6 separate regions of the Mus musculus genome follow, and all the other regions are linked to region 5. A link is a contact called in public HiChIP or PLAC-seq and promoter capture Hi-C data. All regions are on one chromosome and are shown on one strand. Each heading gives the region's core, a stretch centred on a gene start, on an enhancer-like site or on the middle of the called end of the contact. The rest is flanking DNA. Distances are from core to core; before and after follow the strand shown.

Region 1 (3,643 bases), core at 1,075-3,574, 860 kb before region 5:
GACCAGACAGACACACACACACACACACACACACACAAATCTGGTTGTTCCTGAAGGAGACTGAAGCTGGGATTAGGAATGGATGAGAGAGCGATTTTTCACTTAGGTCCTTTTGTATTAAAACTGTGAATATGCTATTTAAAATTTTTAAAATATATTGATGTATTTACTTTATATATGCAGTATGTATGTATGACTTATGCAGGAGCCTGCAGAAGTCAGAAGTAGGTGTCAGATCTAGAAGTGGAGTTACAAACAGATATGAGCAGACATGTGGGTGTTGGGAATTGAACCTCAATCTTCTGTAAGAACGACAAATACTCTCAATGGTTGAGCCCATCTCTACAGTTCCCTATTAAAATTTTTTTACAGGCGAGTGTTGTGGAAAATAACATTGCACAGATTTGAAGCAATACTGTTTTTGATGATGTAGACACAGTCTTCGTGATACCATGAAAATCACAGACCCCTAATTGAACAGTCGATGCAGACCACAACAAAAACAGAATAAGAACACCATACACAATGTACCTATGTAGTTGCCTCTAGCTCAGTGATCCTTAACCCTCCCAATCTGTGACCCTTTAATATGGTTCCTCATGTTGTAGTGACCCCCAGCCACGAAATTATTTCACTGTTACTTCATAACTCTAAGTATCTGATATGTGATCCCTGTGTGCTGAGACCCACAGGTTGATAACCACTGTCTAGGTGATGCCAGTCTGTTTCCTTCTCAGTTGCTTAGTTTTCTGGGACTAAAAAAAGTAATTAAAAGCACTGGATATTCTTCCATATAGGAGTGAATTTGACTCCCAGCACTTATATGGTGGCTCACAGGCATCAGTAAATCCAGTCCCCATCTGATGCCTCTCCAGGCACATTATACATAGACATGTATTCACTAAGCAGCAGGCTGCAGCTGTCAAAATGGCTGCACCTCTGCTCCTGCCTCAGCCTATAGCCCTCACTGGAGCTGCCTCAGCCATCAGGAGGTACCCCTGGTACCATGTCCTCTCTGGCCTCCCCAAACATCTCAACAGTGATGGCAGCTGCCTGCAGTTGGGAAGGCCTTCCCATCCTAGCTCAATGGTCCTGATGAAGGAAAAGGGGGGCAAAAAAACCCCACCAATGCCTGGACAGGAAAACCTACCAATCCCAGAGCTCCCCCAAATCCCAACCAATTCTCACTCTGGAAATCTCTGCCCTGAGAAGCTCTGCCACCTAAGAAATCCTACTTAAGACTTCTTCTTTGTTTGGTGTCCTGCTGCCCACTTCCCAGAGCAGAGACAGCCACCCCAGGATTCATCCCTCCACACCCTGGATTTGTCCCTGCAATGAGACTCCTGAACTACCCGGCTCAGCTGGGGATACCCTCCCTGCTGTTGAGGAGACTTCCTCTCAGAGTTGTGTGCTTCCTGGCCCCGTGTCTCAGTATGCCCTTCCATGGGACACCTTCTCCCCTCAGAGCTGTGTGGTTCCTGGGCTTCCGTGGAGTGCCCACGAAACCCTTCTTTAGCAGCAGGAACACTTAACAATACATACAAGCAAAACACTACTTATATACATAAAATATTTAACTTTAAAAACAAAAATAGCTTGGGCGTTTTATATCCTAAGCTGCCCTCCAACTTCAAATCCTTTTGCTTTTGCCTTCGCCTTCCCAGAGCTGGAATTGCAAGCGTGCATCCGTTGTAAATAAAATTCTGAGGTTTGGTTTAACGACGGAAAAGGCCTTATAAATTCTGTACACTTGTGAGGGTTGAAAGCACCACCCTGACCCCCGTGGGGTGGACCTCGCCGGTACCTGACCCCAACGCCAAACTGAACCCACAGGCAGCAGTCAAGCCTGCAGAGTTCGAATCCCGGGGATCGCTGCCTTAGGATTCCAAGTGTGAAGATGGCCCTAATGGCCGTACCTACTTCCCAGAGCGGAGGAGGAAAGGCCATGCACGTAAGCGCTTACGCCCAGGGTGCCTGCCATATGCCGGACTTCAGAAAACGTCGCAGCCCGGCCGGGGTCTCCCAACACTGACCAAAAAGCAAAACTGTACTCGAGCCGGAGGGCGGGCCTCCGGGGCGACCCCTCACAGACCAGCTTCCGGTCGCTCCGCCTCGGCTGGGACTAAAGGCCCGCATCCCCGGGTCCCGCGGGGCGACGCCCAACGACCAGAACCCCTACCGGGGGATGGTCACGCCGGGTGGCCGCAGCCCGCTACCGCCGCCTTGGGTGGACACTCACCATCTCGGACGGATCCTGCAGCTCCGAATCGCCAACACTTAGCCGCGTTCCCCGCCCTTCTGAGCCTGCGCACAGTCCTTTGTGGAGACGGACAGATCGAGCAGCCTATCAGGAGCCAGCAGTGATGGGCGGGCTGACGGGAGTCAACGAAGCAAGGACTCAACCCTTTGGGAAAGAAGGAAGCTGCTGTGGAGAATTTCCTCTCCATCGGTGAGGACGAGTTGTCATGTCTTGGCGTGTTTTCAGTATTCAATCCAGGTCCCTGGGCTGAGGCCAACTGTTGCTGAACTAATTCCCTTTGGCCCAGATTGAGGCAGAGAGCAGGAACCTAAATGAGCTGAGGACATGGGCAGCCCCGAGGTTGGGCATCTCATGAACAAGCTCTGGGATGAATTAGTCAAGGCTGTCCTGGGCGTGTAAGATGTGGGGTCGCGAGCTCCACCGCATGCCTGTGTTTCTTGAAAGAAACTTTTTTTTTTTTTTTTTTTTTTTTACTTCTTTGCCCTGCCAGTTTCTCACCTCTTTAGAGGACCAGTTCTCCCAAAGACCTGTCTTGTCCTCTGGTCATTGTGTACTCTTGCAGGCTATGAAAAATATCCGGGTTTCTAGCAGAAAACCTAGCTTAAAACACTGGCATGTAACGAACCTTTGTCGCAGGAAAGTCGCATAGCTTACTTCAATAGCCTCACTGTGTGATTGGCACCTCCACTTTCTTCACGAACGTTTCTTCCCGCAATGGGACTTGCTGACACCAAGCCTGATGATCTGCTTCCAGAGTTTCATGGCAAGTACCTTTTCCTCAGTGAGGTTTGCATTAAGAGTGCAGCAGGCATCACTAAATCAGACCAAGGATAACGGTATCTGTATTGATGTCCTGTGCACCTAGTATGATGGACTAAGGGAACATGACCTCCCTGGCATTTGCCACTAAAATCCAATCTTAAGAAAATTAAACCCATATTGAGGGATATTCTCTAAGGCAATCGTCTTCAACCCTCCTAATACTCTGATTTTTATTTATTTATTTATTTATTTATTTTTGTTTTTCGAGACAGGGTTTCTCTGTATAGCCCTGGCTGTCCTGGACCTCACTTTGTAGACCAGGCTGGCCTCGAACTCAGAAATCCACCTGCCTCTGCCTCCGGAGTGCTGTGATTAAAGGCGTGCGCCACCACGCCCGGCATACTCTGACCTTTTAATTCAGTTCCTCAGGTTGTGGTGACCCCCAACCATACAATGATTTCGTAGCTACTTCATGACTAATTTTGTTACTGTTATGAGTTGTAATATAAATATCTGATATTCAGGATATCTGATATGCTACCCCAAAGGGGTCATGACCCACCCACATGTTGAGAACCACTGCTCCATGGCATTGAACAGCACTCTCTCCAAAAGGATGTA
Region 2 (3,321 bases), core at 383-2,882, 590 kb after region 5:
GCAAATCTCTAGAAATCTGAGGACTCATAAGCTTAGGGTATAGATACATTTAAAGAATAGAAAAAGGAAACACAAGAGACAGGATGTGGTACTGGAAAAAGAGCCACGGAAAACGGCAGAAACCTAATGCAAAAGTGTATCTAAAGTACATTTCTGTTAACTATATGAATTGTATTGGCCTTGAAAGGGACCTGGCAGGGCTGGAGAGATGGCTCAGCAGTTAAAAACTCCCGCAGAGGAGCTGCACTCAATTCCTAGCAGCCAAGATGGCAACCCACAACCGACTGTAACTACTGTTCTAGAGGATCTGATGTTCTCCTCTGACCTCCTTAGGCACTACACCCACAATACATAGACATACATGCCGATAAAACACTCACACATAGCTGGGTGGTGGTGGCGCATGCCCTTAATCCCAGTATTTGGGAGGCAGAGGCTGGTGGATTTCTGAGTTCGAGGCCAGCCTGATCTACAAAGTGAGTTCCAGGACAGCCAGGGCTACACAGAGAAACCCTGTCTCGAAAAAACAAACAAAACAAAGACACTCACACATGTCAAATAAATTTTAAAAAATAAAAAGACCTGGGGAAATATGCCATAAGGTTAATGGCAGTTATCTGGGCAGGTGTAGAAGTGGGGGCACCTGTCAAATATGCATTCCTCTAACACACAGAAGGGGGAGAAGGAAAGAAAAAAGAAAGATTTTTTTTTTCAGGCTGGGACAACCAACTACCTCTTCAAAACAGAACAAAGGAAGAAGGTGGCCCTTGCACCCTTGTTCATCAACATCTACCCTCCAGCTCACTCTATGGCAGTGAAAAGGGGGGAGGGTCCTACCTTCCCTTAAACCAAGGTGGCCCGTAATGCAACCCATTGAACTGGGGTCCTCCTTCCCCACAGAGTACCTTGAGGAAGGGAATGCAGACAGAACCAGATGGTTGTGAACTCTGAAGGAAAAACAAACAAGTGTCCGGAAGTAGTTTGTAAGAGAATGAAAAAAAAAAAAAAAAAGGAATACAAATCTGGGGAAGTGGGGAAGAAGGTGGGGAAGAGAAGGAGATGGGATAGGGCTAGCTCCTAGCTATGAGAATACCACAGGATGAAGGGAAATAACCCAGCAGTACGGAAGTTGGGGGGGGGGGGTGTGGCGGAGTGCCCCAGCATGCCTTAGGCAGCTGTCGCAGGAAACCGGACCTAAACTGGATGGTGGGTAATATTCGCCAACATCTGTCACTGCACTAGGTTCCAAATCCCGAGTGAAGGGAAGATAGGTAGGCCCCAATCTGTCCTTCTTCCTGTACCCCCAAAGGACTTGCCCGTCCTAGTTTAAGGCACTAGGTAAGGTAGGGCGGAAGTGGCTGATAGCTCCAGCTGGTGACAGTTTGGCCGGGGACATCCTGAGGTCTAAGCACTATCTGCCCTTTCCAGCCTGCTGCAGATGCCAGTTCAGACCTTGGAAGAACGGAAATACGGTTTGGAGTCCTTTTAGGAACAGGGAGCGCACTCCCAAGCTCCTCTACGAGAATCAAGGAAGGATAACAGAGCAGAAGCAAAGGGGGGCACAGAGAACAATGTCTCCAGGGGAAGGGCTCAGAAGGCACAGCTGTGCGAGATGAGACGTTAACCTCGTCTGGGAAAGACAAATGTGCGCGTGGGTAGGACAGGCGCTGAAATTGCGGCTGGAGGAAAACTACTCTCCACGTGGCCGAAGCGGCAACTGGTTGGCGAGAGTAGGTGGGAGGGGCGAGGCTATGGTAGGCGGGGCCAGAGGCAGGCGGCTAGCAGGGGTAGCACCCGGGATAGGGGAGCGAGGGAAGGCGGGGTTTCTCCTGCTCCTTCGCCTAGGACTACAGCGATTTGGTTTCTACTAACACCTCTAGTTTTGGAATTTTTCCCTTTGTCTTCTCCCTGGAGCTGAAGTGGATTTCCAGGTCTTGGCCAGGCCCTAGTTTTTAACCCCCTTTTGGTTGGACAGAGATCTCTTTAGTGTTGGCACTTTGCTGGGCTTCGTCTCACGCCTAAGCAGCACGGTTGCCAGACTCACCCAAGGCCTGCTTCTCATTTCCAACCTTTTCCTGTTTGGAGGTCCAAAGCTGGCTGGGCTTTGATTTCTACTTCCACTCGCTCATCTTCCTGCTCTGTGGAGCCACACAGTGCACACTGGTGATCCCTTGAGTTGGTGATCAAGGATAAGGAGTGTCCTGGTTCTGCCTACCAAAGGCTAAAAGCAAATGCAGGGCCTTTCTAGGAGCTGCCAGTAACAGGAGTGGACCCATTAGATCTAGGCTTTAGTTTTGTTTTTTAAATTTTATTTATTGTTTGTATGAGTACACTGTCGCTCTCTTCAAACACACCAGAAGAGAGCATCGGATCCCATTATATAGACGGCTGTGAGCACCAATGTGGTCCTGGGAATTGAACTCGGGATCTCTAGAAGAGTAGTCGGTGCTCTTAACTCTCCAGCCATGGTTTTGTTTTTTAATACAAGGTCTCATGGAGCCCAGGTGATTTGAACTTCCTATATAAATAGCCAAGGATGGCCATGTATGACTTGATACTCTTCCCTTCCACCTCCCTGTTATTAGACGCGTTCTCACGACCGGCCAGGAAGAACACCACAGACCAGAATCTTCTGCGGCAAAGCTTTATTTCTTACATCTTCAGGAGCCAGGGTGCAGGAAGCAAGAGAGCAAGAAGCAAGAGAGCAAGAAGCAAGAGAGCAAGAAGCAAGAGAGAGAAGCAAGAGCAAGAGAGAGAGAAAACGAAACCCCGTCCCTCTTAAGGAGCATTCTCCTTCGCCTCGGACGTGTCACTCCCTGATTGGCTGCAGCCCATCGGCCGAGTTGACGTCACGGGGAAGGCAGAGCACAAGTAGTCATAAGATACCCTTGGCACATGCGCAGATTATTTGTTTACCACTTAGAACACAGGATGTCAGCGCCATCTTGTAACGGCGAATGTGGGGGCGGCTCCCAACACCTCCCAAGTGTTGGAACTACGTATGTGTACCACCACACCCACAATCTAATTTTTAATTGAAAAAAAAAAAAAAAGGTCATAGCAATCATTAAGATTTAAAAATGCCCCTTTGCCTTGGGCAGTAGTACTGAGTCTTAGTGCTCAGAGAACGGAATAGGGGGTTGACTCTGGGTGGCCACATCTCCTTAGCCTCTGGAATCTTCCATTAGTTAAGTAGGACACAGCCAGAGAAGACAAGGTAGGAAGGATTGCCCTAAAGTTCTGGGCCCAGGGCAGGCCCTTTTTGCCTAAATGTAACAGAATATTCTACAGATTCTGAGTAGAGTAGGGTTTTCCCCCCAG
Region 3 (3,382 bases), core at 657-3,156, 740 kb after region 5:
TGTGTAGGCTTGATCAGCCAGTGCCTTCACGTAGCCCTAAAGCAAGCAGTCAATATCTGTAAAGTGAATGCATGGATAAAATGATGAGAGACTATGGTGACATCAGCCCAAAATCTCAGTTTATTACAGAGGCAGAAGGAATAAGAGGCTGGCAGATAGATTCCCTGATCTGAAAGTCAGCCTGGTCTACAAAGCAAGTTTCAGGACAGCCAGGGGTACACAGAGAAACCCTGTCTCAAAACAAACAAAAGCAACAAGGAAAGATCTGAGGCCAGCCTCGACTATATGGTGAGTCCTTGGAGTCTAAAGGAAAGAAGAGCAAGCATAGTAGCCCAGGCAGGCCTGCAATCCCAGCATTTAGGAAGTAGACAGGAGCATACACTGCAAACTCAAGCTAGCTCGGTTCCTGGTCTACATAGTTTGGGGCAGCTACATGGCTAGACCTTAGGGGCAAGGTCTAGCAAAGGGTGGAAGAGAAAGAAAGAAGAACTAATTTGCAGGGATGTCCACCCTCTTGCCACTGCCACAGGACATTGTCATTTACAAAGTTCACACCTGAGGCTTGAGAATTGAGCAATTAAATTACAAAAGAAAACTACAAAAGGAAAGCTTATAATTTTTTTGTTTTTCTTTGAGATTGAGTTTCTATGTAGGTCTGGATGGCCTGGAACCCATGGTGTAGACCAGGCTGGCCTCAAACTTACAGAGATCCACCCCTATCTCTGCCTCTTGAATGCTAGGATTAAAGGTGTATACGACCACCTTTCATGTTTTAAGTAATTAAAGTTTTGTGTTGGAACAAGTCATAACTGTCCTTGGTCACCTGCGTCCTGTGAGCTGCACATTCTTAGATATGCTTAGTCTCAGGGTGAAAGCTTTTTATCAATGTTTTCCAAAGGGAAACTTTTCAGAGAAGTGCCAGAAGGACAGCCAATTCTAACCCCAGGTTTCCAGGGTACTCAGGCTAGCAATGCCAGGCACAGCCCTTGCGTAGCACCCAGGGAGTATATACCCCTATTTTCTCAGGTCTAATGAGGGTGAACTCAGCACTCACCCAGTGGCTGCAGAGAACTCAGGCTTGGGTCTTTCCACCTTGCCAGGGATTGAGTTCTGAAGGTGAACGGGCTGGGTACGTGCTCTGAGATTGACCCCAGCTCCGTCATGATTGCCTTGGGTCTCACTATCTCAACCCTTCTGACCACCACCTCGCCCAAGGCTCTCAACATTCCTTAGCTGGATCAAATTCCTCTATTCCAAAGGCTCTCCAAGTGTGGTTCCTGGGAATTAATGGGAAATGTACATTATCCAGCTGTTCCCCAAGCCTTTCTGCTCAGAACTCAGAGATTGGGGGTGGGACCCAGCCATTGGCGGTTTCATGAAATTGTCCAGATGACACTAATGCCTGTCCAAGTCTCAGATCTGCTTCTTCACTCTGGTGTAGACTCTCAGAGGGACACCATAGTCTGGTTTATGCCCTTCCCTGTTATCAGTGCTTGGCCTCTGGTGGGCATTTAGTATTTTCTGGGAGCTTTTGATGTAGCTCAGTGGCATAGTCCTTGCCAAGTCTGTGTGAAGATCCAGAACCAATCCTCCACACCAAATGTATAGAGGAGATAGAAAAAGAAAAATGGTTGATATATTCGATAGGTAGATGTACCCTATGTTTAACAGCAATGGGGTGGACAGCAACCAGCAACTGTGGAAGACCTGTGCTCCAGGCTCTGAGCTCAAAAGTTTGGGGAGGCTGAAAACCGCAGCAGCCACCCTAGATAATACAATTCTGTGAAACTGAGGCTCAGATGGGACAAGTGCTTTATATTCAGGGTCTCCCAGGCAGAGACTTGGAATCTTACTGGGTTGCTCAGAGCGGTTCCTGGAACCCGGCGGTCGCGCGTGCGCTGTCACGAGAACCGCGGCTGGGAGTGTGGCGAAAGTGCGGCTGCGGAAGCGCAGCGAGACCCGGGTGGAGGAAGCGAGCGTCGCTGCCCGGTTGCGGGGTTCCTGGCACCATGGGCCGCCTGCACTGCACGCAGGACCCGGTGCCCGAGGCCGTGCGCGGAGACATGCAGCAGCTGAACCAGCTGGGCGCTCAGGTGGGGCTCGCCTGGACGGGGGCGGGCGGGCTCAGGAATGGGCGGACGCACTCCGGAGGTGGGGACTTAGATTTGTAGGCTCCTAGAGGAGGGAATGAGGGGATTCCAAGCGGCCCCCGGTTTGAATAGATTAGGGAGGGCAAATCGACTGCAAACGGGTTGTGGGTGTCAGTGTGGTCCGGCCTAAGTGGGGCCCTGGGCCTGAGCCGGAAGAGGCTCAGACAGGACCGGTGACCACACCCCTTTCCAATCCAGGAAAGGAACCATGCCTGTTTTGAAGGCCTGGTCCCTGTTGCAGAGCTCCGAATGCCACCTCCTATTCACATTGCAGGAATTGGCCAAGTGAGGGGCGTCTGCACGGAATAAACGGGTGACAGTGGTCCTTGTCAATGCCGGCACTTAGGAGGTGGGACTTAGGATCCAGCTTTCACTAAGTATCTTTTTTGGTTGGTTGGTTGGTTTGGTTTTTTTTTTTTTTTTTTTCCGAGTCAGGATTTGCCCTTGCTGTGCTGGAACTCACTCTGTAGACCAGGCTGGCCTCGAACTCAGAAATCCGCCTGCCTCTGTCTCCCAAGTGCTGGGATTAAAGGTGTGTGCCACCACCGCCCGGCTTGATTAAGTATCTTGTTCAAGCCTCGTCTGAACATCATGAGACCTCCTGTCAAAAAAACATTTAAAATAGATAAATAACCCTTCGTCCCTCAAGATGTTTCCCTGACGGGGTCTTAGCTTCCCAGGAAGTGGGGCCCTCAACCCCAGACACACACAGGCCAGTTTGAAGAATTAAAAACAAACAAACAAACAAACACAGAGTAGTATTCACCTTAACTTCAGCATTTGGAAAGCCAAGGCAGGTCGGTCTCTTAATTCATGAGTTTTAGACTGTCCAGAGCTGCATAGTGAGACCCTATATCAAAATAAGTAAATAACAAAAATAGAATTTATTAGTAGTCCATACCTGTCATTGCCACCTCTTGAAAGAAAGGTGGAAGCAGAAAAATTGCAAAACTGGAACCAGGAATTCACAACCAAATGTCTAACTTCAAAGGCCAGGGAAATGGCTAGATTTTGCTGTTGCCACTGATTTCTGGAAGACTCCTATTTGGAGGGGTTAGAGGAGGAGAAAGAGAGATTCTACTGATTTTTTTTTAAAGGTTATTTCAAAGTATTACATTTTATATGTTGTGGGGGAGGTCAGAGAACAACCTAAGGAAGTGAGCTTTGACACTTCTTTGTGTAGGTTCCAGGGATTGAAGCAAGCATCTTTGTCAGCTGAGCCATTTTACGAG
Region 4 (3,580 bases), core at 5-2,504, 720 kb after region 5:
TTAATTCATTTTAATTCATATGCTTCCGAGTGCAAAGCAGAAATCACAGGGAATCACAGGCAGAGGCATGGAGATCACAGGACTGCCGCTGCCACAGGTGAGACTGGAGCAAGAAACTCTTCCCCTCCGTGCAGTCCAACCTTGGGAACGCAGTAAGTAGGTCTCCGCTTTGATTGCAACCTCTAGCCTGGACGGATTCCACAGGTATCCCTAAGCAATCCCTGAAGCACGGACGATTAACCGCTAGGAAGTGGAGGCAGAGGGTCATTTTATAATTAAGGACTCAGTGTATGGACTAGGTAGTGGGGCCACCTCACCCCGGAAGAAGGCTAAGAATGGAAAGTGAGCCCCTAGGGCAGCCGGCAAGGTGAGGAACCGCCCCCCGCTGGCTCCTCCCCGGCCAGGTGTGCTCAGCCAGCCCCTCCCAGCAGCCGGCAACGCTGCAGCACAAGAGGCTCCGCTCCGGAGGACCCCGGGGACAACGCCCATCTAGCATCCCCACTTGCCGGTACCCAGAGCGCCATCCCAACCTGGGAGTGCGAGGTTCCAAGTCAGAACGGATCCACAACCACTACTACATTGACAAAACAACTTCTGCCTCTACATCCCAGCCTTTCCTCCCCGAGGAGGCTCTGGGTAAGAACTGGGCTAGGTAAGGACTTTGGGTCCCGGGGACAGCCACCGCTCGGGCCCCACTCCGCTCCCAAGTGTTCTCAACTCTACACTCCAGAAAAGTTGCTGCAGGTCTCCTTCCCTCAACTCTTCAGAGTGGCGGAGTGCAGCGGGGACTTCGCTTCCTCTGTCCCCGTGCCCAGTCCCGTGTCCCCGTCCCGCTAAGCGCCACGCGCCCCGTTCTCCCCAACCCCGGCAAACATCCAGGCGCCACCAGGGGACCTGTCGTCCCGGAACCCACACAGCCCCAACCACCAGGTCCCAGCCCACGAGGGGCGCGTGGCGCTCACCTGTCGTGAGGCTGGCTGTAGCGCGGCGCCGCGATCGCGCCGCGGGTCCTGGCCGGCGGGCGGCGCGGAGTGTCGGGTTCGCGAATCTCCGGCGCCGATCGCTGCGCTACGTTTACTTGGGCCGCTTAACCCCGGCGCTGCCGGACTGGAGCGCCCGTGCGCTCGCCCGCGCGCCAGTGGGCCACCCGGGCTAGTCCGCGGCGCTCAGGCGAGAGCGTCCACGCGGGCTGCGGCTGCGAGACGAGGGGCGGCGACGAGGACGCTACGGGCCGGGCGCGCACGGGAGTGGGTGGGGAGGGGGCGGCGCCGCTGCCCTTGTAGCCCGGGCCCGGCCCTGGCCCCGCCCCCGCCCGGGGGGCGCCCCCGCCGCAGCCACTCACCGGCCGGCCGGGCCTAGGGGACGGGCGAGGGAGATTTGAAATCCCTCCCGAGCTTCCTCGCCCTGCCTCCTCGGGAGCCTCCCCTGGGCCCCCTATGCCTTGCGGGTCACCCTCCTAGATGACCAGAGCCCACGGATAGCTCCCAGCCCTCTCCACCTGAGACACCCCCTTTCCTGTCCCCCAATCCAGATCAGATGCACACACGCACATACAAGCACATTCACAGGTCTGGATGAGCGGCCCAGAGAGGGAAGAGCTCCTGCTGGAGTCACACAGCAACCCTGCATTGGCTTTTCGACCATCCCTCCGCTGCAAAGCTGTCCAGGGCGCTGTAGTGGCCCTATGGGTCACCCGCTGGGGACCCCCGTTCTGCTTCCTGCTTTCACCTAGCTTGGCCTTTGTCAGCCATCTTGAGGGGAGAGGAGGCCTTGGAGGAAGAAAAAGCATACATGTTCCCCCAACTACCTGGGTTCCTCGTGCCAGCTGGGGAGGAGCCCTACCCTGCAGCTTAGGGCTGCCTCGGCCAAAAGGCCCACGCTGAACCACTGGAGAAACACAAATACTTATGATAGGCACCTGGCGTTCATGTTTATTTGTTTTCCTGCTTGTCTGTCTCCATACATTAGATGGTGATCACTAAAGTAGACACTAAATAAATATATGTTAAAGGGATAAACAAATCGAATGATTGCAAAGGCTCGGCTCGATACAAGGCCTAGCACGTGCAGGCTCAGCTTTCACGGATCTTTTATTTTGTTGGCTCCCTGACTTCACTCCAACCTCTTCTGCTTTGCTGCTCCTCCTACACACCAAGCATTGTCCTTCTAAGGAAAGCTTTGGCCTCTTTCCTCCTTTCAGACTTTGTTTCCCCAGATCTGTCACAAGAAGAGGCTTTCTTATCACCAAACAGAACAGTCTTCAAATCCTATAACACTGAAACCCATCTGAGATTGTTTTGTATAGTCTTGTCTGCATCTCCTAGCGGGGCAGAGGTGGCTTCCATCTTCCATCTAGATGGAAACTGGAAGCCACATCTCTCTAGGAGCACAGGTCCACAGGGAGGCTAGCATCAAAAGGAATTAACTCAATACAAGTTGGTTGAATGAATGAATGAATGAATCTCCACAGGTCTCTTGCCTCTGGGGTTCTAACTCCTGTTAAACACAGCTTTCCTCCTGCCCTTCTTCCTGGTTAGTGAGTAAATGGGCAAATGGCGACTATTTGGGGAACTTCAAGTCTTAACACTTCCTGGGCCCTTTTCTACTTAAAAAAGAGTAGACTGGTCAAAAGACAAAAGGAGAGAAAGCCCAGCCCGGCCTGGACCTGGCCCCCTAGGGAAGAGGAACCGCAGGAATGTCTTGACTGCCAGGGCTCTGAAGTGTGTCCGGAAGTTGGTGCAAAAGAGGATGCCTTAAAAGAGTCTGGATGAGCAGGTGGTCTTGGTCTGTCGCTTGGGAATGACTCTAACTGTCAAGAGAATCAAAGCATGGTGGATCCTACCTAGAATCCCAGCACTTGGGAGTTTAAGGAATTTAAGGCCAACCTCAGTGACAGAGCAAGTTCCACACCAGACTGGACTGTGGCTGTGTGAGACACTGTCTAAAATCCCCCTTCTCCACACCCAGAAGGAAAAGTTAAGGAAAATGGGAGTAAGAAAACTACAGACAGAACTGGACAGATGGCTCAGTGGTTAAGAGCACTGGCATATCTTCCAGAGGAACGGGGGTCAATTTCCAGCACCCACATGGCAGCTCACAACTATAGGTAACTCCAATTCCAGAGCCCAGACACCCTCTTCTGACTTCCACAAGAAGCTAAATACCCATACATACAAAATAATAAACTTATTTTTAAAAAGAAAGAAAGAGAACTACCTCCAGGGAGGTATGGTGATGCATACCTTTAAATTCCAGCACTTCAGAGGCAGACTGGATGATCTCTGGCCAGTCTGGTCTCCGTTACAAGTCAGGTCAGCCAGGGTCATGCAATGAGACCTTGTTGAAAGAAAGAAAATAATCTCCAGAGAGCACAAAACTTTACAGTTTGAAAAGCCATTGGCCATATTGGTCAACTCACTTGAGCCACAAGACTGCCCGTAAAAAGACAGAGCAAAGAGCATCAGCCTGAGTTTGGGAAGAGTGGAGCGAAACCTGGTTGGAAGAGGGAGGCATTTATTTTATTTTATTTATTTTGGTTTTTCGGGACAGGGTTTCTCTGTATAGCTCTGGCTGTCCTGGA
Region 5 (3,629 bases), core at 436-2,935:
TTCATTTGGAAGTGTCCTACAGACTGAGCCAACTCTAGCTTCTGGCTTTCCAAACAGAAGTACTTCCGGCTTCTTGCCCAGATACATAAACACATAAATGAAAACAAAACAAAACAAAACAAAACAAAACAAAACAAACAAAACAAAACGACAAAAGCCCATTGGCAAAGAGGAAGGCTGGGAATGCCCCCCACTCCTTCCCTCCAAACCCAGTCTCTTGATGAGAGTCATGACAGGAAGAGGCCAGGAGGGGGCGCCTCTTTGCTACTCATTCTATGCTTGTAGATTTTTGAACTGTCCACCTGCAGTTTGTGCTTCAACCAAATGTTTTACACTTAAATGTCTCACACTTTAAAACTAATATTTATGGTGAAGCTTGGAAAAAACACTTATGCTACATAGGGTGGTTCTGACCCCAGGGCTCCGATCTGGCTGAATCCTGTTCTCAGCATTTTCTTGAGTGTAGGGACTATGGGTTCGGTCTGGGGGAGAAGAGGTATTTTGGCTAGAGTCAACAGGGAAGGGAGAATGGCTGAGAGGGCCAGGGCAGGAATGTGACAGGAGTAGGGTAAGGAGGTAGTGAGGAACAATTAGGCTGTTCAGGGCCATCTGGGAGATCCAGGAAAGACGAGGCCGTTCAGAGCTAGCCACAGAAACCACTGGTTAGCCTCTTTTCTATTTTTTTTTACATTTATTCTATTCCATCTGTCTGTCTGCCTGTCTGTCTGTCTATCCATCATCTACGAAATTTTACTATGTAGCTCTTTCTGGCTTCGAATTAGCCTGCCTTTGCCTCCTGAGAACACCGAAGTGTGCTACAGCGTCCTGAGACGTCTGTGTGTGTGTGTGTGTGTGTGTGTGTGAGAGAGAGAGAGAGAGAGAGAGAGAGAGAGAGAGAGATGTTGCATGTCCCATGGCCTATCTGTGAAGTTCAGAGGGCTTGTGGGAGCCAGTTCTCCCTTCACCTTGTGGGTTCTGGGGATTAGACCCCAGGTCGTCAAACAGCAAGTGTCCTACATGCTGAGCCATCTCACCAGCCCCATGGTGGCCCTTTTCTTAAAGGGTCTGGTGAGGAGAGGGAAGGAAAGTACATATGGCAGGAGGGAGCTAACGGGTGACAGGCTTGAGGAGAAGTCAGAGCTCCTATTTTCCAGGGGGCAGAACACCCCTAAGAATCCCTTACTCTCTTGGGGCAAGGGCAGATACAGACTCTGAGACTGCCCACCTGTTTGTTTGTTTGTTTGTTTTTCTAATTAAAAAAGATTTATTATGCATAATAGTACAGTGTCGCGGTCTTCAGACACACCAGAAGAGGGCATCCATCGGATCCCTTTACAGATGGTTGTGAGCCACCATGTGGTTGCTGGGAATTGAACTCCAGACCTCTGGAAGAGCACTCAGTGCTCTTAACCGCTGAACCATCTCTCCAGCCCGCCTACCTGGTTTTAAGCTTTACTTAACTTTTTTTTTTGGGGTGGGGTGGGGTGGGGGTGGGGGGCGGTATTAGCATTTAAAGAAGTAGTAGGTCTCACGGCTTTATTTTTCAAAGCCAGGGTCCTGGGACTCGAAGCCGGCAGGAAACACTACCATTAGAACACCGCGGGCGAAAGTCACGGCGGAACAGAAGTTGCACGCCTAGGCGCGCAGCGGAGGACTCCTGAGAAGGGAACCCACGCAGATCGACAGTTTCCGGTTTCGGACGCGGACCTTGCAGTTGTGGGAGGTGAGAGGCTTGAGATTGAGTTTAGTGTCCTGCGGGTGACCCGCGGTGGCGCAGGGCGGGCTCGCACCGTCCAGGAAAAGCCAGAAGCGCTAGGAGAAGGTATCACTGGGCAGTGTTAGGCCTTGAGTAGGACCGCTGCGAGTGTAGCTCAGCCCCGCTGCCGGCTCTTGGCCAAGTCACAGCGTCCTTCTAAGCCCTAGTATTTGCCCTGTGAAGCAGAGATGGGGTCTGATAGACCTCGGAGAGGGGCTACGGGGCTCACGCAGTTGCCGCCGCCACGCCTAGCACTCACACGCTTGGATGTGGTAGGTGGTTCCGCGCTGTGCTGTGCAAAAACTTGAAGCTTTTGATCCTTCCACCAGGTTCGTCAGAAAGGACCGTTCCCCACCCCAACACTCATACATGAAGACGCGCCCAGAACCCGGCCAAGGTCCATGCTTTGAAATGAAGTGTGGGCTGCTAGTGAATGATTGTGAGCCACCACTTGGTTGCTGGGAATTGAACTCAGGCTCTGGAAAAGCAGTCAGTGCTCTTAACCACTGAGCCACTGCTCTAAGTCCCCCCCTCCCCCAATCTAAGTTTTTAATGTGTAATTCTTATAACATCTGGCAAGGGGTAAGGTCCTATTGTACTTTTTTTTTTTTTTTTTCCAAAATGGATATGACATTTGTAGTCCAGAGGTGGAAATTTGACTTGTAAAAACGTGGTCACACAACAATTAAAGGGCAGAAGTAGATGATTTGAAAGCTCACACCTGGGCTGTTAAGATGGTTCACATACCATAATATGCATAAAAATAAAAATGTGAAAAAAATTAAAACTCAAACCAAAAGTCTCCTCTCCGACAAGAGAGTAGGTTGGTGTTTTTTTTTTTAATTACATTTTATTTATTTGGTTTTTGTTCCTGTGCTCATGCACATGAATGTGCCATACATAGTGTATGTGTAGAGATAGAAGAATCTATGGAAAAGAATTCTTTCTACTGTGTGGCTTTCAGGGAGTCAGGCTTGGTGGCAGGTGCCTTCATCCACTAAGCCATGTCACTGAGCCGCCTTTATTTATTTTCACCTGTAAATTAGAGATATAATATATTTTAAGAGCCCTCACTGTTGTCCAGGCAGTCCTGGGCTCAAATGATCTTCCTGCCTTAGCCTCCCAGGTTACTGGGAATATAGGTTTACCATGTTTAGATTAAGGTAAACTATCATAAAACGTACCTTAAGGGAGGTGGTGGTGCACACCTTAAATCTCAGCACTCAGGAGGCAGAGACAGGCTGATCTCTGAGTTTCAGGCCAGCCTGGTCTACAGTGCAAGTTCTAGGACAGTCAGAGCTATACAGAGAAACCCTGTCAAAACAAAACAAAACAAAACAAAACAAAACAAAACAGTACCTTGGAACTGGGTTGTGATTCTGGCATTTGGAAGACTGAGGTGAGAGGAATGAGAAAAGTTGGAGGTCAGTATGGACTTCATAGGAAGATCTCAAAAAACAAACAAACAAACAAACAAACCTAACCTCACATAACCTCACAATCTGCCCAGCCTGGACTACGTAGGAAGTTGAGTTCCAGGCCAGCCCAGAATAATCCTGAGATTAAGTCTCAACATCTCTTATGAGCCCTGCTCCCCCCAAAAAGCATTTTTCTGTTTTAGCGAGGAGGAGTGTCCAGAGCAGTCCTGTATGGAGTGTGCCGTAAATACTGGTGTGTTTCATTCCTTTGCAGATTTGGGGCTGCAGGTGCCATGCATCCTTTACGGTGTGTCCTCCAAGTACAGAGGTTGTCAGCACCATTCACCTCCATGTGCTGGGTGTTGCTTAGGACCTGCAGAGCACAAAGCAGTGTGTCCAGCACTCCTTGTCCCAGTCCAGAGGCGAAGAGCTCAGAAGCTCAGAAGGACTTCAGC
Region 6 (3,609 bases), core at 722-3,221, 630 kb after region 5:
CTCCAGCAAAGCTCTTTCTCACTTTCTGGTAAGAATGTTTGAGCCAGAAGTGAAGGCCCATGCCCATAAACCTAGATAGCACTCAAAAAGCTGAGGCAGAGACACCACTCCAAATTCAGGACAAGTGTGGGACACAGAGCATTCTAGGCCAACCTAGGGTACAAGATAAGGTCCTGTCTCAGAACAACTAACAAAAATGTCCACTGCTTAGCCTCAGTGCAATACCCTTGAGTTCAACACATACCCCACCTTTTCAGGGCTCTCTGAGCTAAGCAAGGTACAACCACAAGAAAAATCCCCTTTCCGTCTACTCAAGTATTTCTCTCCCTTCAGTGACTCTCCCAGGAGTCTCCCTAACTAGTTCTAGTCAGCCTTTTCACACACTATCTCATGACCTAGCTCAATAGCTAGATGACCTTCAATTTTTGATCCTCCTGCATCTACCTCCCAAGTGTAAGGACTACAGGCATGTTCACCACACTTGGCTCCCTACCCACTTCAATTCAGTGTAGGATAAAGTACACCCTATTCCTCTCCAAGTACCATCCAGAGTCCTATGGAAAGGCAAGAGGGAGGTGGCACTAAAAAGAGCTATGTGACCCTGTATGAAACATGTCTCCTTTCCTCAGAAATGGCTTACCTGTAAAATGAATAAGACCCTACCTTCCTCACAGAGCTGTGGTAAGTATCAGAAAAGCACACCGCCTCCCAAGCTTCTATGTCCTGGCACTTTGACACCACAAAAGTATGAAACAGTTTCTAGATGGAGAAGGAGGAGTAGCACACAGGATATGACTCTGGAGTTGAGTTACTTGCTGGACAACGTAAGGCAAGTCCTTTCCCTACCCAAAGTCTCAGACTCGCCTCTGTAAAAGAATGATGAGCAGCTCAGCACAGTGGGGGAACTGCAGTCACCTCTCAGCCCCACAGAGAAAATAAAATGAGCAAAACACAACAGAGGGGAAAGAAAGAGAATAAAGATAGCATCTTTTCAAGGCAATGTGACTATTAAATGACACAATGCTACATCAAGCTCTTAACACAATGCCTTATACACAAGTGCCCATTAAAGAGCTATCTTGATTAATGCTAGTCAAGACATCCCATCACCGGCAGACATCAGGCCTAGCTGAACTTCCCTCAATGGGCCACCGGATCCTCATCGCCAAGATGCAGAGGTCAGGCTATACCCTGCAGTACTGGTATCGCCCTTTTACAGTAATTACAGAAATTATCTTGGCCATGTATTCATTTTCTTGCTTCCTGGCTCTCTACCCACAAAGCAGACTCCTAGAAAGCATGTCTTTGCCTGTCTACTCCCTGATGAGACCGGGGCCTAGCATTTACTAGGCACTCAACCACCACCCGCGGACCGCCTGACTTCTGCCAGGCACCGAGCTGAAACCTTTCTGTGCTTAATTCTACTGTCTCCATTTTACGGAGGAGGAAACTGAGGCACGGGGAGGCTGAAGCGCCTGCCTAAGGTCGCACTCTGCGGCCAACTCCGCGGACCAACTCCCACCCATTATGCAACGACGCCTCCTACACCCAGGGTCCCCACCGCGCCCCTCGCGCGCGCGCGCGCGCGCCCGTGGGCACACACCCTCCAGGCCCAGCCGCAAAGTCAGGACTTCGCCGGTCACCACTAGGCAGCCCCCACTTCCGGCCCACGCCCCGCCCCCGGGACAACGGAGCGCGCGCCCCCGGCCCAGGCCGCGCACCGGATCGCGGCCCCGCCCTTCCCCCCCACTGCCCGCGCGGCTCCGCACTGCTCACGAGGAGCCGCCTCCCGTGAATTCCCGACTGCTGCCGCCGCCCGGGCCCGCCAGCCGCCTCACCGGCTTTCTCAGGACCCGCGTCCGCCGTCCGCGCGCCCGGCTCCGGTTCCGTCTTCGTCTCGTTCAAACCGTCGGACCCCGCCCGCCCGCGCGCGATGACCTCACACGCACCCCGCCGTGACGCGCCGACGCAGGGGCTCGTCATCTCCCGCCCGGCCTTTTATAGAGACGGACTGGCCTGCGAGCCGGAGGCGGGGCCGAATGCTTGATCGACAGCTGGCATGCCCGGGGGCGGGGAGCAAGCCTGTTGGGCACGTGGTCAGTTGCGACCAATGACGTGTGAGTCCTCTGAGGAGGCGGAGTCCAGTTGCACATTCTGGTTTGCTGTAGCCCAGAAGAAAATTCGTTTGACCAAGATGGATTAATGAATAGGCTCGGGAGGAAGGTTAGCTCGCCTAGCATACATGAATCCCTGGTTTCAGTCCCCAACACCACAGATGGCAGCTGTGGTGGAACACACCTATCTTGCCAGCAAATCGTTTTGTCATCATCCCAGACCCTCTCTCTGGGAGTTCAGCCTGAGGTACACGAGACCCTGTCTCAGAAAGAAAAAACTGGGAGTGCTAGGCCACTCGTGTACACTTGGACAGGAAAGAGAATCACTGTAAATTCAAGGCCAGCCTGGTCTACAGTAGCAAGCTAGCCAGAGCTACACAGCGAGATCTGGTCTCAACAAAGAAAAAATGGCCATCGAAATGCTTTAGCAGGTGCATGCCCCCAAACCTGACAACATGAGTTCAAACCCCAGGACCCACTGATAGAAGGTGAGACGCGAGTCCTGCAAGTTGTCCTCTGACTAACACACATGGGCAGTGCCACTCGCATGCCTACACACACGCAAATATGCCCACAAATAACTGTGGTGGTATGAACGTTTAATCCCAGGACTCAGTAGGTAGAGACAAGAGAATCTCTGAGATCAAGGCCAGCCAGAGAGCTACACAGTTATTGTTTGCCTTTAAATTTAAAAAAAAAAAAAAAGATTTGGCGCCTGTTTTAGTTAGTGTTACAATTCCTGTAATGAAACATGACCAAAGCAACTTGGAGAGGAGAGTGCTTATTTAGCTTACTCTTCCATATTATCTCTGTTCATCACTGAAGGAAAACAGGGCAGGAACCTAGAGCCAGGAGTGGATGCAGAAGCCATGGAGGGATGTCGGTTACTAGCTTACTCCTCATGGCTTGCTCAGCCTGCTTTCTTATACAACCTGTCTTAGTCAGGGTTTCTATTCCTGCACAAACATCATGACCAAGAAGCACTTGGGGAGGAAAGGATTTATTCAGCTTACTCTCCCACATTGCTGTTCATCACCAAAGGAAGTCAAGACTGGAACTCAAACAGGTCAGGAAGCAGGAGCTGATGCAGAGGACATGGAAGGATGTTCTTTACTGGCTTAGTTCCCCTGGCTTGCTCAGCCTGCTCTCTTATAGAACCCAAGAATACCAGCCCAGAGATGGTCCCACCCACAAGGGGCCCTCCCCACTTGATCACTAATTGAGAAAATGACTTGCGGCTGGATCTCCTGGAGGCCTTTCCCCAACTGATGCTCCTTTCTCTATGATAACTCCAGCTGTGTCAAGTTGACACAAAACTAGCCAGTACACAACCCTAGACCACACCAGCACAGAGGTGTCCTAACCCACAGTGGGCTGATGAGATTCCCCCATCAATGACTAAGAAAACACTTTACCAGCTTGCCTAAGGGCTCATCTTAGGGAGGCATTTTCTTAATTGAGATTCCCTCCTCTCAAATGACATTAGCGTGTGTCA

The links. Promoter capture Hi-C pulls out the DNA fragments that hold promoters and counts their contacts. HiChIP or PLAC-seq counts read pairs in DNA pulled down with a chosen protein or histone mark.
Region 1: a promoter capture Hi-C map of erythroid cells shows a contact between it and region 5, with 10 times the contacts expected there. The contact joins the promoter of Dynlrb1 here to the promoter of Cdk5rap1 in region 5. A contact is called at or near these places in 1 of 39 promoter capture datasets (erythroid cells) and 2 of 115 datasets of contacts at active chromatin or transcription factors (T-cell acute lymphoblastic leukemia and large pre-B cells).
Region 2: an H3K4me3 HiChIP or PLAC-seq map of bone marrow-derived macrophages shows a contact between it and region 5, with 5 times the contacts expected there. The contact joins the promoter of Efcab8 here to the promoter of Cdk5rap1 in region 5. A contact is called at or near these places in 2 of 39 promoter capture datasets (embryonic stem cells and hippocampal neurons) and 2 of 115 datasets of contacts at active chromatin or transcription factors (bone marrow-derived macrophages and embryonic stem cells).
Region 3: a contact with region 5 is called in a promoter capture Hi-C map of the 3T3-L1 cell line, with 2.1 times the contacts expected there. The contact joins the promoter of Commd7 here to the promoter of Cdk5rap1 in region 5. A contact is called at or near these places in 2 of 39 promoter capture datasets (the 3T3-L1 cell line and hippocampal neurons), 2 of 484 Hi-C or Micro-C datasets (both in the G1E-ER4 cell line) and 1 of 115 datasets of contacts at active chromatin or transcription factors (astrocytes).
Region 4: a contact with region 5 is called in an H3K4me3 HiChIP or PLAC-seq map of forebrain, with 4 times the contacts expected there. The contact joins the promoter of Dnmt3b here to the promoter of Cdk5rap1 in region 5. A contact is called at or near these places in 2 of 39 promoter capture datasets (embryonic stem cells and hippocampal neurons), 3 of 484 Hi-C or Micro-C datasets (the N1E-115 cell line and cortical neurons) and 3 of 115 datasets of contacts at active chromatin or transcription factors (astrocytes, embryonic stem cells and forebrain).
Region 6: a contact with region 5 is called in a promoter capture Hi-C map of embryonic stem cells, with 2.4 times the contacts expected there. The contact joins the promoter of Mapre1 here to the promoter of Cdk5rap1 in region 5. A contact is called at or near these places in 4 of 39 promoter capture datasets (the 3T3-L1 cell line, embryonic stem cells, erythroid cells and 1 more) and 5 of 115 datasets of contacts at active chromatin or transcription factors (astrocytes, bone marrow-derived macrophages, embryonic stem cells and 1 more).

The regions. Positions count from the first base shown.
Region 1 is chr2:155,235,214-155,238,856 of GRCm38.p6, reverse strand. Dynlrb1 (dynein light chain roadblock-type 1) reads right to left here and starts at 2,324. Exons shown (of 4, transcript NM_025947.3): 1 at 2,240-2,324. The coding sequence starts at 2,242. Gm52565 (a long non-coding RNA gene) reads left to right here and starts at 2,354. Exons shown (of 2, transcript XR_003954076.1): 1 at 2,354-2,449.
Region 2 is chr2:153,777,557-153,780,877 of GRCm38.p6, reverse strand. It overlaps Efcab8 (EF-hand calcium binding domain 8), which reads right to left and starts at 1,632. Exons shown (of 29, transcript NM_001370916.1): 1 at 1,453-1,632; 2 at 906-947.
Region 3 is chr2:153,631,305-153,634,686 of GRCm38.p6, reverse strand. It overlaps Commd7 (COMM domain containing 7), which reads left to right and starts at 1,906. Exons shown (of 9, transcript NM_133850.2): 1 at 1,906-2,093. The coding sequence starts at 2,010.
Region 4 is chr2:153,647,123-153,650,702 of GRCm38.p6, reverse strand. It overlaps Dnmt3b (DNA methyltransferase 3B), which reads right to left and starts at 1,254. Exons shown (of 23, transcript NM_001271744.1): 1 at 963-1,254.
Region 5 is chr2:154,370,775-154,374,403 of GRCm38.p6, reverse strand. It overlaps Cdk5rap1 (CDK5 regulatory subunit associated protein 1), which reads left to right and starts at 1,685. Exons shown (of 14, transcript NM_025876.2): 1 at 1,685-1,723; 2 at 3,449-3,629. The coding sequence starts at 3,468.
Region 6 is chr2:153,739,649-153,743,257 of GRCm38.p6, reverse strand. It overlaps Mapre1 (microtubule-associated protein, RP/EB family, member 1), which reads right to left and starts at 1,971. Exons shown (of 7, transcript NM_007896.3): 1 at 1,839-1,971.